Regions from separate parts of the Mus musculus genome. Here region 1 is linked to region 2. A link is a contact called in public HiChIP or PLAC-seq data. All regions are on one chromosome and are shown on one strand. The core of a region is the stretch at or near the end of the contact, and the rest is flanking DNA. Distances in the headings are between cores, read along the strand shown.

Region 1 (5,625 bases), core at 126-2,625, 650 kb after region 2:
AGTAGAGGTGACCTTAATTAATCCCTTAGATAGATCAAGCCAACAAGAGTAAATAAGGACATTCAGCCATAGTTCTCATTAAGACACATGACAGCAGATATCCACAACTGTGAGTGCTTCTGTTGCTCCACAAGAAACACGAGAGTAGATGGAGTCTGTGATGGCTCCCACTCAAGAGGGCATAAAAAAATATAACTTTAGGAAAGCAAGAGAGAAGAATCAATAAACACAAAACAGAGATCAATATGTTTAAAAGAAGAGGGGAACTGATAAATTCACCAAGGTCCCATTTCAAAAAGATCAATAAAGGACAAAAACTAGAGAAAAATCTCATCATTAAAAAAAAGAGTCAAAGACTATGGAGATGGCTCAGAGGGCAAAAGCACGCGGTGCCAAGCCTGGTGACCTGAGTTGGACTCCCCAGAACCTGCGTGGTGGGAGGTGAAAACAGACTCTGGTAAATTGTTCTCTAGCTTCCACATGTGTACAATGGCACACATGCACACACACACACACACACACACACACACTGATAACAGCTTTGAAAATGAAGTCAGAGACAGTTTGAAAAACCAAGAAAGAAAAGAAAAACTAAATATAAAGCATTGAGAAGTAAATGCTAGCTAAGAGATGGCCAAAGCCACTTTGCTGCCAAGCCTGACAACTGAGGTTACTCCCTGGATTCACGTGGTGAAAAGGGGGAACCCCATCCTGCAAATCTGCTCATGCGGTGGCAGTCAAGCTAACCCCTGTAAGTAAATTAAAAAAATTTTTTTACAAGAGAACTAAATGCTAATATGGTCACAGATATTAGATCAAATCCATTGTAAGAGCCATGCTGTGTGTGACTTAAATCACTTGGAAATACCCATTATGAGGATGATTTTTTTTTTTTTTAGTGAAACAGAAAAAATTATAAAATTGGAAGCAGGCTTATTACAATTCATGAGGTCTGGAAATTACACTGTGTCATGGAATCAATATTAATAACATATGAATCATTTCTCCTATATGGTATGCATCTCATCTATCAGTAGATTTAATTTACCAGTCTCTTTTCCCCATTAAAATCTACACTTCCTGAGGGCAAGGACCTGTCTCTACATTTGCAGCTCCAATATCTAGTTAAAGATCTACTGTGGGTGCCCAGGGGATGGATGTTGAAAAATGAGCCCCTCCATCCCTCTGTGATTCCTCCCATCTTTCCTCAACACTCCCCCAAAGAGTAGTCAAAAGCAAGATCCATTCAGCCTGGAATGGAGAGAACTCTCTTGTCATTCTCTGTGTCCTATCTGTGACCTGTTTCTCTATGGACACTGTCGTCCTGTGAAGGACACATGGCCTGGCAGACTCCAGTGTGGTGCCCACAAAGGATCCTCTGTAAGCCATGCTGCTTATCAAGAGCTGCCCCAAGCTGGTGACTCACAGAATGGCCCAGCAGGCTCTGGCTGTTGCTAGGAAACCATGGTTCCCATGTGGAACTCAACGCCACACTTGCAGGTTGTCCCTGATAACTTAGAGAAAATGAAGAGTTGTCAGAAAAGGTAGAGAAAAACAAAAAGCTACAGTGAAGATGGTTAATGACGGACATCTATGGGGAGTCGAGACAAAAATGGTCAAGATATGTTGGCATTATCAGCAAAAGACACTTTTGTTTTCCTCACTTCTGATGTGGACATCAGTGAGTACCAGATCACGAAGACGCCCATTTGTAGTCTTGGAACGTTGGCTATGAAAGGCTTTGGGAAGTGACACAGACTTCTCGTGCTCTGGACCCCAGTCCACACTCTGATTTGACTCACGTTGGCTTCCTACTGGCTTTTTCAAGTTGGTCCCTAGAACACTTTTGACCTATTGCTATTCATCGTGTCTCAGATACTCAGAGGAAGCAGCACAAGGAAATATCAGTGGGTTTCAAACTTGACCAAAATTAGCTGGAGGGTTTCTTAAATGCACATTGGAGCACTTTACCTTCCAGAATTTCTAACTCATGAGAGGTGTGGGTGGGGAGTGAAAGTGTATATTCCTAATTATGTTTCCAGGTAACCTGATACTGCTGCCCAGCGATAACACTTCGGGAGTCTGCCTAGATTTTTAAATCTTACTATTAAGCCTTAAGGAATTACCAGATCACATAACTGGTAAAGAAGCAGGTCCAAGGGATGCTAGCGTGTCTCCCAAGTCACTTAGTAACTGCTAGTACTGAGCTCAGACCCAAGCTCCCTGGATTAAACACCAACACTTTTCCACTACAAAATGTTCTCCAAGCGATGCCTCTTTAAAAATCCTCCAAGACACTCCAGATGGCTGCCAACAGGGGTGGTCCTGCCCAGCGAATGCCAAGTTGCTAAATCCAATCCTGATAGCGACAGCTTTGAAAATGAAGCCAGAGACAGTTTGCAAAAGCCTTTGTGTTCTTCCCAGCGTCGTCTCTCATATTTCTAAATACTGTAGATGGAGAAGGAAGTGTGTTGAAGAGGAACAGACACAGTGAAGCAGGGCTCTGCCACACTTCCGAAGAGGCAGGCCTCCAATTCTGTGCTGCAAGCCAGGGCTATTGGCAGGAAGCCCCATCTGCTTTGGACTCAAACCACGAAGCAGTCCCCTCTTATCCGCCCCCTGACTCCCTGCCTCGTGTGTGCTGAGATGGCCTCAGAGATATATATAAAATGTAAAATATACGCATGCCTGCCGCTTTCGCTTAAATTATGGGCTTTATCGGCCATTCAAGCTCATTGTAAGTTTCAGGATACAGTTCTTTCTATTCACAACCTGGGCTTGGCAACACACACCAATAATGCTAATACTTGGGAAACTGAGGCAGGAGAATCAAAAGTTCAGGACCGTCTTGGTTTAAATCGTGAGTTGTAGGCTAGCCTAGGTTACATATTAAGCTCCAGGCCAATCTGGGCTACAGAAGGGGACCTTGTCTCAAAACAAAACAAAAAGTCAGCTAAACAGCTTCTTATTCACAAGGTCTGGATAAAAGCAAAGTGGAAGTGCCTATGGAGTTTGTCCTGGGCTCAACCAGTCTCCTCCTGTCAAGACTGTCCAAAGATTCCCTGCCCTCCCTGATTTCTATCCCCAAAGAAATTATTCTCTATTTACCTCCAGAAAACCTTAGCTAAAGCTACGAGATGAGAGATCTGAGGGCTTGTTTGCCACAAGCCTTTTAGTTTTAATAAAAGATGTTTGAAGATTAAAGAAACCTCTGATGCTTGAAAAAAATTCTAATGAAGAAAATGTGGGTGTGATGGGGGTGGGGATAGCATCAACACCATCTAGGATCTTTCTTGAGAGTCTCTGTGTTGTACCTTCCAGGTGGCCACACATTGTATCCTCCTAAAACTAAAGCCTGCCTTGTGGCCACACTTTGTATCCTCCTAAAACTAAAGCCTGCCTTGTGGCCACACTTTGTATCCTCCTAAAACTAAAGCCTGCCTTGTGTACCGACAACACTGCCGGGCTGGGATCTTAGAAGCCACTTGTATCTGCAATAGTCTCCTCTCACAGAGCTTTATGTCCACCAGATGGCATTCAGCTAGAGCCTGAGAACTGCTCTTATTCTGTAGCTTGATGATGCTAAGGAAGTGAGCTGAGGTTGGTGAGGGTCTTCTTTCTCTTAGGGTTTCAGGTTTGTTCATACACTGGAAGAATGAACTCCATGTGTGTGTGTGTGTGTGTGTGTGTGTGTGTGACTACTGTTGACTGCGTGCAGAAATATGTGACATTTTACTTGCATATGCCACTTTGAAGTTGCCAGTGTGCTTCACATTACTCTCTTTAAGCTCTCGTTTCTTGGCTGTGTAGAGATTTTCATTTCCATTCACTTGTGGCATAACAGAGGTTTAAATATCTCAGCTTGAAAGTAGCTAAGTTAGAACTTGAATGTAAGTCTTGATTTTGGATCCCAAGAATATATGTCATCAAACTCAGTAAACCAGGGAGGTAGCATAGAGGAGATAGAATCTGGCTGATTGTGTGGGCAGAGAGGCCTCTGGAGAACTAACTGGACCTGGCAACTCAGTCTGGCCAAACTATAGAGCAGGGGAATAGCATGATGGCAGCCCTCCCACTGGTGATACCGTTGGATGCATCAATCTCTGTACTTTGCTTCCAGTGCTCTTGGTACACTGGGTAGCCTGTGACTTCCAGGAAGGCAATAAACTTAGTCACTGTAGGATTGATCTGACAGAGAAGAAAGGTTCTTTCAATGCACCAGAGGATTTTCCTGGGAACCTTTGAGATTCTATTCATGTAGTCAAGACAACTCCTGAGAAGGTGCAAGATTGTTTTCAAACTACTTTCCCGCTGAGAATGCAAAAAAAAAAAAAAAAAAAAGGCTGAAGGGCTTGTGCTGAGCAAGGTCTTCCAGGAATTATCTCTATGCTGCTATGCATGTGGTGTTCAATATAAGTGTTATATGGCTGTGTATTTCATTAATACTGTCTTGTTCTAGCATGTCTGTCCTATATTTCAGATGTTGCCAGGGATACTAGGAAACGGGATTATGTTAACCAGCAATGTTCCATGAATCTAATTACTCCTGGGAAATTAACATGGCAATACCTTTGACCAGAGGGGTTAAGAGGAGGGAATTTTAGGAGTATGTGCAAGCACAAAGATACTATATAGGAAGGAGTTTAATCTACAGGGGTAAACAAAATCCCTTATACTACCAAAGTGAAGAATCTGGAAATAGTAAAAATTAAGGTTAAAACAAGTAACTTGAGACTGGTCTATAGGGTCTGGTGTGCCATGATGCAAGAGGGCTGCACTGGTTGTGGCACCTGGACAGCATTAAAGGCTTTATTTTCATTCCAGGAGGATTGTTCTAGAATGTTCATGATAGTTTAGATATCCTAGTGGGAAGGTGGAAGGGGCATAAGATTCTAAAAAGGATTTTTTTCTTTAAAATTAAAAGGCACATTTACTATTATTGTATGTGTGTGTGTCCAAATGTGTTGTAGCACACACGTGGATATCTGAGGACAGCTGTTGAGAGTGAGTTATCTGCTTCTATGGTGGGGTCTTGAGATGAAACATCGGTCTCATCCATTGAATCATAATGCTGGCCCAAGATTTTCCTTTCACAATGTGTGTGTGTGTGTGTGTGTGTGTGTGTGTGACAGAGAGAGAGAGAGAGAGAGAGAGAGAGAGAGAGAGAGAGAGAGAGAGAGAACAGTGAATACATGTAAAAATCAGAGAAAAATCTTTGGTGTCCATCCTCAGGTGACAGTTTATTGGTGGCCTGGCATTTTGTCAGCTAGGCCAGGCTAGCTTGCCAGCCAGCTTGCAAATCTACAGATACCCAGCTCTCTCCGATTCCAGTATAGCAGCCCTCAGGATTACAGGCATGCACCAGTGCACCTGGCTCTCTTTCTGAGTTCTGGGGGGTCTGTGAAGTAAATGCTTTGTAGCCCTCTCCCCAGCCTAGAATGATTTTTATATGAGGGACAGCGGGATGACCTTGATGTGGAAATGGAGAGAAAGGACAGATATGGAAGATCCTGACAGGATCCTACTTCCCTGCCAGTGAGAAACTCTTATCTTTTTTGAACATATTGCTCCCACTGGTCTTATGGGTACAAAGCAAGTTTTCCTACCCTTCTTCAAACGCACTTT
Region 2 (6,327 bases), core at 2,468-4,967:
TGTGTAAGAAGAAAAAGACCTCAAGATAATGGTTTAAAGGGATGCAAAGGAAACAAGGAAGAGGTGAGGAGGACTGAAAAGCCAAGGCTGGTGCCAACAAGGCAGGTGTACAAGGAGGTGCGTAAGCCTCACGAGGAAGGACAATCTCCAGCTTAAGTAAGACATAGCTGGGCTTTGAACAGTCTGCGTCTCAAACCCCTCCCCAAAGAGGAAAGGCTCCGTGTGTCTTTCCACATGTGTGCAGTACGTATACCTTTCACAAAGGATTTAATAAACTAAAAACTTCAAATGAATGACAAGAAAAACTAGATAATACTATTAAATGTCTTAAAAAGAGAGATTATAGGAGGGAAATCATTAGTTGCTAGGAGTAAAGTCTGGGGGGAGGCTGACTTTAAAAAAAGATAGTACATGAAACTGTTCCGTTTCTTGACTGTGCCAATACATAAAAATTTAATCTTTTAAAGAAAGGAAACAAATACATAATTTCTCATCCATATGGTCAGAAAAATTTAAAACTGACAATGCTAATCATGGGCAAAGATAAGAAAACACTTCCACTCATAAGAGTAAATGCAGGGAAAATCATTTGCCTGGCTGCAACCAATCAAGTCAAAAATGCACAGCAAACTGCAGTCAACAGTTCCCTTTGCAGGTGGTATACATCTTGGGAAAACACACATCTTTCAGAGACACACTGAAGGATATTCATTAAGCACTGTTTGAAGTATTTAAAAAAATAGAAAAAACTTCAAAAAGGAATAAATTGGGTAGTTATTGAAAAAAAAAAAAGGAAAAAACACAGATAGAAGTGAGGAGGGCAGGACATACAACCTTGGCAGTAATTAATATGATGTGGAGAAAGTAACTTACTGATTTAATTAACAATTAGTAAAGAGCTGGGCGTGGTGGCACATGCCTGCAATGCCAGTACTTTGGAGTCTAAGGCAAGAGAATGAGGAGTTTGGGGCCAGTCTAGTTACATTACCAGGTGTAGGTCTGCTTGGGCTACATACCAAGCAAGATGCTAGGGAGGAGAAGTGGGCAGTCACGTGCAATGAGAACACCACTAAAAGTAGAATACCAAAACAAGTGTGAAGTATTTACTTCACACTCATCACCTCTTCTACAACCCTAACTTGTCCCTGAGACCTAAAAATGTTCTGTACATACATAAGATGACTTCCAACTTAATGATCCTGTAATTTACTAAGTGTATAATAAACACTCCAAAATCAGCAAAACATCAGAGAATTAATAGGTCACATTAATATACGTAAGTCAGAACAATTTTTTCCCAAAACATTTCCAAAATATTGTACACGGTAACATATGAAAAGAAAGCATGAATTTTACCTGTGGAAAAGTTAAAAGAATATGCTAAATATTGTCATCTTAAATTTTTTGAAAGTCTGATGATTGTGACATTTAAATGTGTGTTAACTTTGTAAGACTACAGTGCTCACCAGTCCAATTTGAGTGTAAATGTTAATATGAAGGTAGTTTGTTTGTGATTAACATACAAGATCCATCAAAGGACTTCAAGGAGGTTATTCTCAATTATGTGAGTTTATTAATGCATGCTGTGCACACATTACAGGAGAAACCTCAACAGAAGAGAACACCAAACAGTGGCTCAGAACTCTGGTCTACACAGTATCTTAAACAAAGAACAGAAGTATTTTAGACATGACATGACAGAAAGCAGATTTGGCTTTTGTTTACATAGGTAGGGGACTATAGGTAGTGAGTCTGAGCTTTTTAATCAGACCACAATACAGTAGCCTAGATGGAGGGCTCAGCATTAAAGAGCTCTTGCTGAGGAACCAAGTTAAGCTCCCAGCACCCACAATGGGTGGTCCCCGAGAGCCTGTAACTCTAGTTCTAGGGGAATTCAATGCCTTCAGCTGCCACTGGCACATGCATATATGTGTCAATATCCCACCCCCATGAACATATAAATAAAATCTTTTTTCAAAAAAATTACAATTCCGAAGTCGACATGCATAGCTAAGTCACTGTACCACTTTGGATGACCCTTAGGTAGAATTATATTAAGTCTCTCATCTATTTTAACATTATATTTATATATGTGTATGTGTGTGTGTGTGTGTGTGTGTATAAAATCACTAAGGAGTCCACCATTATTTGTCAAATTCAAGGTGATGACTTTTAGTCATTCGTGGCAAATTTACTCAATTTTTAAAAGATTATGAAACGCTGGGTGTGGTGGCGCACACCTTTAGTCCCAGCACTCAGGAGGCAGAGGCAGGCGGATTTCTGAGTTCGAGGCCAGCCTGGTCTACAAAGTGAGTTCCAGGACAGCCAGGGCTATACAGAGAAACCCTTTCTCGACGCCCCCCCCCCAAAAAAAAAGATTATGAATCTCTTTTGATATCTTTGTCTTTTTTACTTATAAAGCTCTTTAAATTTTAATGTAAGCCTGCTATTACAGTTTAGAATGATCTTTAAAACAAGAAATCGTGTCCACAGAAATACTATAGAAACAGCTCGTCAAGAAAGGATAGTGTTCATTCCCACCAATACCTATACTTCAAAGACACCAGCACACCACATAATTTGTTACTGTTGCAAAAGTTAACAAGTTATTAATTTCTGGCATAATTTAAAAGGATAATTAGAATAGTATCATTAAAACATTACAGTGCCTTATTAAAACCAGAAATACCTTCCACCTTATCCGCTAAATCAAAACTTTAGAATTCTTGCTACACTGGCTTTCAGAATTTAAACTCTTGAAACTCTAAATTAGACACAACACACTAAGTAAAAACCCTCGTAGGTGCTGCATTCATTTTAGAGTAAAGTGTCATGGAAAACTTTTCGGCCGAATCTAAATTCCACACACATTACTGTGTGTCAGTCAGCTGGACAGAAGGAGAGAGCTATCCTTAGTCAGTTACGTAATTTACAATAAGGATCGTTCCGAGCGGCATTCATTGAAAGTAGCTCTACCAAGCATTTACAGGCTTCAAAGTTCACCGGACAATCTCCGTCTAAGTTCTGAGAACGCACTACTCTTTAGCAGTGGTCACAAGGAAGCAGGAACTGTTTATCCGCAGAACGCAATGAGTAGCAGAACACCAGGGGCTGACTCAGGCACCGGAACGCTGGCTGCATTCCGTCTTCCACGGGAAAGTGTTTCCCAGGCTGGTTCCCCGATCCGGCCAGGGGTGGGGTGAGGGAAGAGTCCCAGAGACTCGCGAACTCCGGGCCTGGGCGCAGCGAGACGACTCCCTGCCGTGCCCCCGGCAAGTCCGGCGGGGTGGCCCGCCACCGCGCCAAGGTGCGTCCCCCCCACCCCCACCCCCCGGCCCAGGGAACCAACCGGCATCGCGCGGGGAGCGTCCCTCCGAGGGACAAAGGTTGGGCTGCCACCGCGGCGCCCGGCTCAGCCTGGGGCTCTCCCCAGGGAACCCTGGCGGTGCGGCGGGTCTGGGAGGGGGTGCGAGCCCCGCCGCCCCTCCCCCGCCGCGCTCCCGGGAACCTGTTGATTAAGATCGCCACAGCCCGGGCGCTGCGGGTCCGCCCCTTACCTCCAAGCCCCGGCGGCCGCCGATCCTCTCTCCCTCCCTCGCTCCTCAACGCAGCCCAAGCAACAGCCCTCCGTCTGGCGGCCCTCAAAACACTGGATAAAGAATCCAGAAACTCCCGATTCCTCCCACCTCGGAGTCTCCAGTCCCCGCCCCCTCCTCACCGCCAGCCTCCTCCGTCGCCGCCGTCGCCAGCAACTCCTCCTCGAGGCCGCGCGAGACCGGCCCCCGCGGCTGACGCGAGACCGCGCACGCGCCCCTGGGACGCTGGCGCAGCGGGCGCGCCTATCCCAGGCCGTTCCTGGCGCGGCCCGCCCACGGCCCGGAGAGAGGCTGGAACGGATCGTCCAATCCTGAGCGCGCGTGGGGAGAGGGCCCGCTGATTGGTCCGCTCTTCCCCCCCCCCGCCTCCCGGGGGCTCGGCCGCGCGCACTCACCCGCCTCGAACTGCGAAGCGTTCGTTCTAACCGCTGAGTCGCTTCGCTGCCTCAGCCCACCTCCTCGCCTCTGTGTGGGGTCGCCGTGCTTCCCTGAGACGGACTCGGAAGCCGCTAAGGCTCGACGGGGCCTGGGAAGCGGTCATCTCCTGAGAAAAATCCGATTCCCTTGGAAGAGACCCCTGTTGTCCTGTCAGGCACATCAAAAATGCTAATGCTCAAAACAACCGTGACGCCAACACCTGGTTGTGTATAAAGTTCCACACAATTCCCTGATTCCACAGACGACTCCTTTCTGAAAACCAGGAAGGATGTCAAAGGCCACAGTTGTCACAGAATTCTCCGGAGAGGATTGGGAGTTACTTAGGCTAGTCCCAGCGCGAGTCCATGCTGTCAGGACACACCTATGCCACCATCTGGGAAGGGTGGGCACGGAAAGTGCTATGAAAGTGTGCGCGAGGAACTGGATTTGGAGCAAACAGAAATATGTTCTATGTAGAAACCTCTTCTGCTGGACCTAAATCCATTGCTTCAGCCTGTTGAGTTTTCTCAGGGGCACATGTCGTAGACAACTGTCCCTCTGTGCCTTCGTATATGCAATTAATCATGTCTTTATTTCCTCCCACCGTGGTTTTTAAGCACCATTCCCAATATACCCAGGCTCCTACCTACCTTTTTCCTCTTATGGGTTGTTAGTGTCCCCAAGGAATACTATGCCCTCTGAAGTAAGCACAACTTTTTTTGGGGGGTGGGGGGAGGGCGAAATCCTTCTCTTCCTGGATCATCAAATTCAAATCTTACTGACATTTTATTAAGTACTTAACGTTGTTTATTGGTGTTAGTAAGGCAGAGCCAAGGACAGGACTTTTTTACATACCACTAAAGACCTCTTTCCTTCTGTCAAACATACCTCAGTGGACTTTGAGTACAGACGGACAACTTCCAAATATATGTAACTGAACTGTCTGCTTAGTTCATCTTCACAAAGAAGTGAGAATTTGTGAACTGCAAGTGGACTGTCTCCAGAATTCCTAGACACTGTTAGCCACACACAAAAGGTTAGTGAGTGTTGACATTCCTTTCTACCTTTTTTTTTTTTAATGCATAAGACATTAGGTAACAAGTACTCTAGTTCCTTTTTTAAAAAGTGGTTCCCCCACCCCACCCCCTTTTTGGAAATGTTGACATAAAGCTAGCTTACTCTTGTTGTGAGGACTGTTCTGTGCATGATAATGTGTTTGACAAAATAGTTTCTGTCCCTTAGATTCCAGGCACATCTCCCTTTCCAAAAGTGACAAAAGATGTTTACAGATATAGCCAAAGGGTGGGAGGGTGTTCTTTTTTAAAAGATGTATTTGTTTTTTATTTTGTGTATATGCATATTTGCCTGCATTTATGTGTATGTGTTACCTATTGCCTGGTGTTTGGTGAGGCAGAGATCTTTGGATTCCCTGAGTCTCAGACTGCAGACAATTACAATTCACCATTTGGGTGCTAGGAACTGAACCCATTTCCTCCTCAAGAGCACCAAACATTCTTAACACTTATCTTTCCAGGCTCCTAGAAAGCATTTCTCTTCATACCTTCCAATAGCCCCATCCAGACAGCTTTCCAAAACATTTCTTCCCTAATGAACACCCCTGCCGGGTAACTACCTTGCCTTGCTTCCCCAGTTGCTTAGGTTTTCCTCTTGTAGGCTCCACTCTGATAAAATGATCAATCACTATTAGTGTGAAGCAATGGGGCAGCTGCTACTCTGGAAATATGGGAGATTCCTTTATAAAGTACAGGAAATTTTTATTATTTTATATCCTAAGTATAGAATATAAACTTTTTATTTTTAAAAAGAGAAGATTGTGGCAAATATGAAACCTATTCTTTGGTAAATAGAACATTTTCCAGAACCCCAATATCACACTAATTACTGGCCTTGTATGCAAAAATGGGTACCTGAAAGAGCAGAAAGTATAAAAACTGCAGGCAAAGTGATGAGAGTGCTATTATGTGGATGTGCAACAAGCCTTCCTGGACTTAAATTTTCTCATTTGTAACTTAAGAGGGCTTTTGTTTCTGATTTTATGACTGGGAGCTTCTGCAAATGGAGTCTAACATGGGTAGTACGGGAGTTAAGACAATATAACATTCATCCCAAAGTGGAATAAAATAGTAATCAGTAATTTATTTTAAAACCTCCTGTTTGAAGAACTAACTGTTCGTCCTTGTCAGAAGGCAGTCCACCTGCTGAGTCACCCTGGCTGATTTGTAACTAAACATTACGGATGAATAGAGAAAGCCAAACTGTAAAACCAACTGTAAGAAGAAGAACAACCATAGGA

The links. HiChIP or PLAC-seq counts read pairs in DNA pulled down with a chosen protein or histone mark.
Region 1: an H3K4me3 HiChIP or PLAC-seq map of neural progenitor cells shows a contact between it and region 2, with 6 times the contacts expected there. The contact joins the enhancer-like site here to the promoter of Mpp5 in region 2. A contact is called at or near these places in 3 of 39 promoter capture datasets (embryonic stem cells, hippocampal neurons and stem cell-derived epiblast-like cells) and 10 of 115 datasets of contacts at active chromatin or transcription factors (bone marrow-derived macrophages, cardiomyocytes, embryonic midbrain and 5 more).

What each region holds. Positions count from the first base shown.
Region 1 is chr12:78,095,776-78,101,400 of GRCm38.p6, reverse strand. No RefSeq gene overlaps it. Among named protein-coding and RNA genes, the nearest start is that of Gm6657, 98 kb to the left of the region's middle. Within about 2 kb of position 1,375, at least 35 of the 459 cell types and tissues checked have an H3K27ac peak or open chromatin away from gene starts, as enhancers often do. A contact at or near this core is called in hippocampal neurons, neural progenitor cells and stem cell-derived neural progenitor cells, where this site is marked.
Region 2 is chr12:78,746,337-78,752,663 of GRCm38.p6, reverse strand. It overlaps Mpp5 (membrane protein, palmitoylated 5 (MAGUK p55 subfamily member 5)), which reads right to left and starts at 3,717. Exons shown (of 15, transcript NM_019579.3): 1 at 3,558-3,717.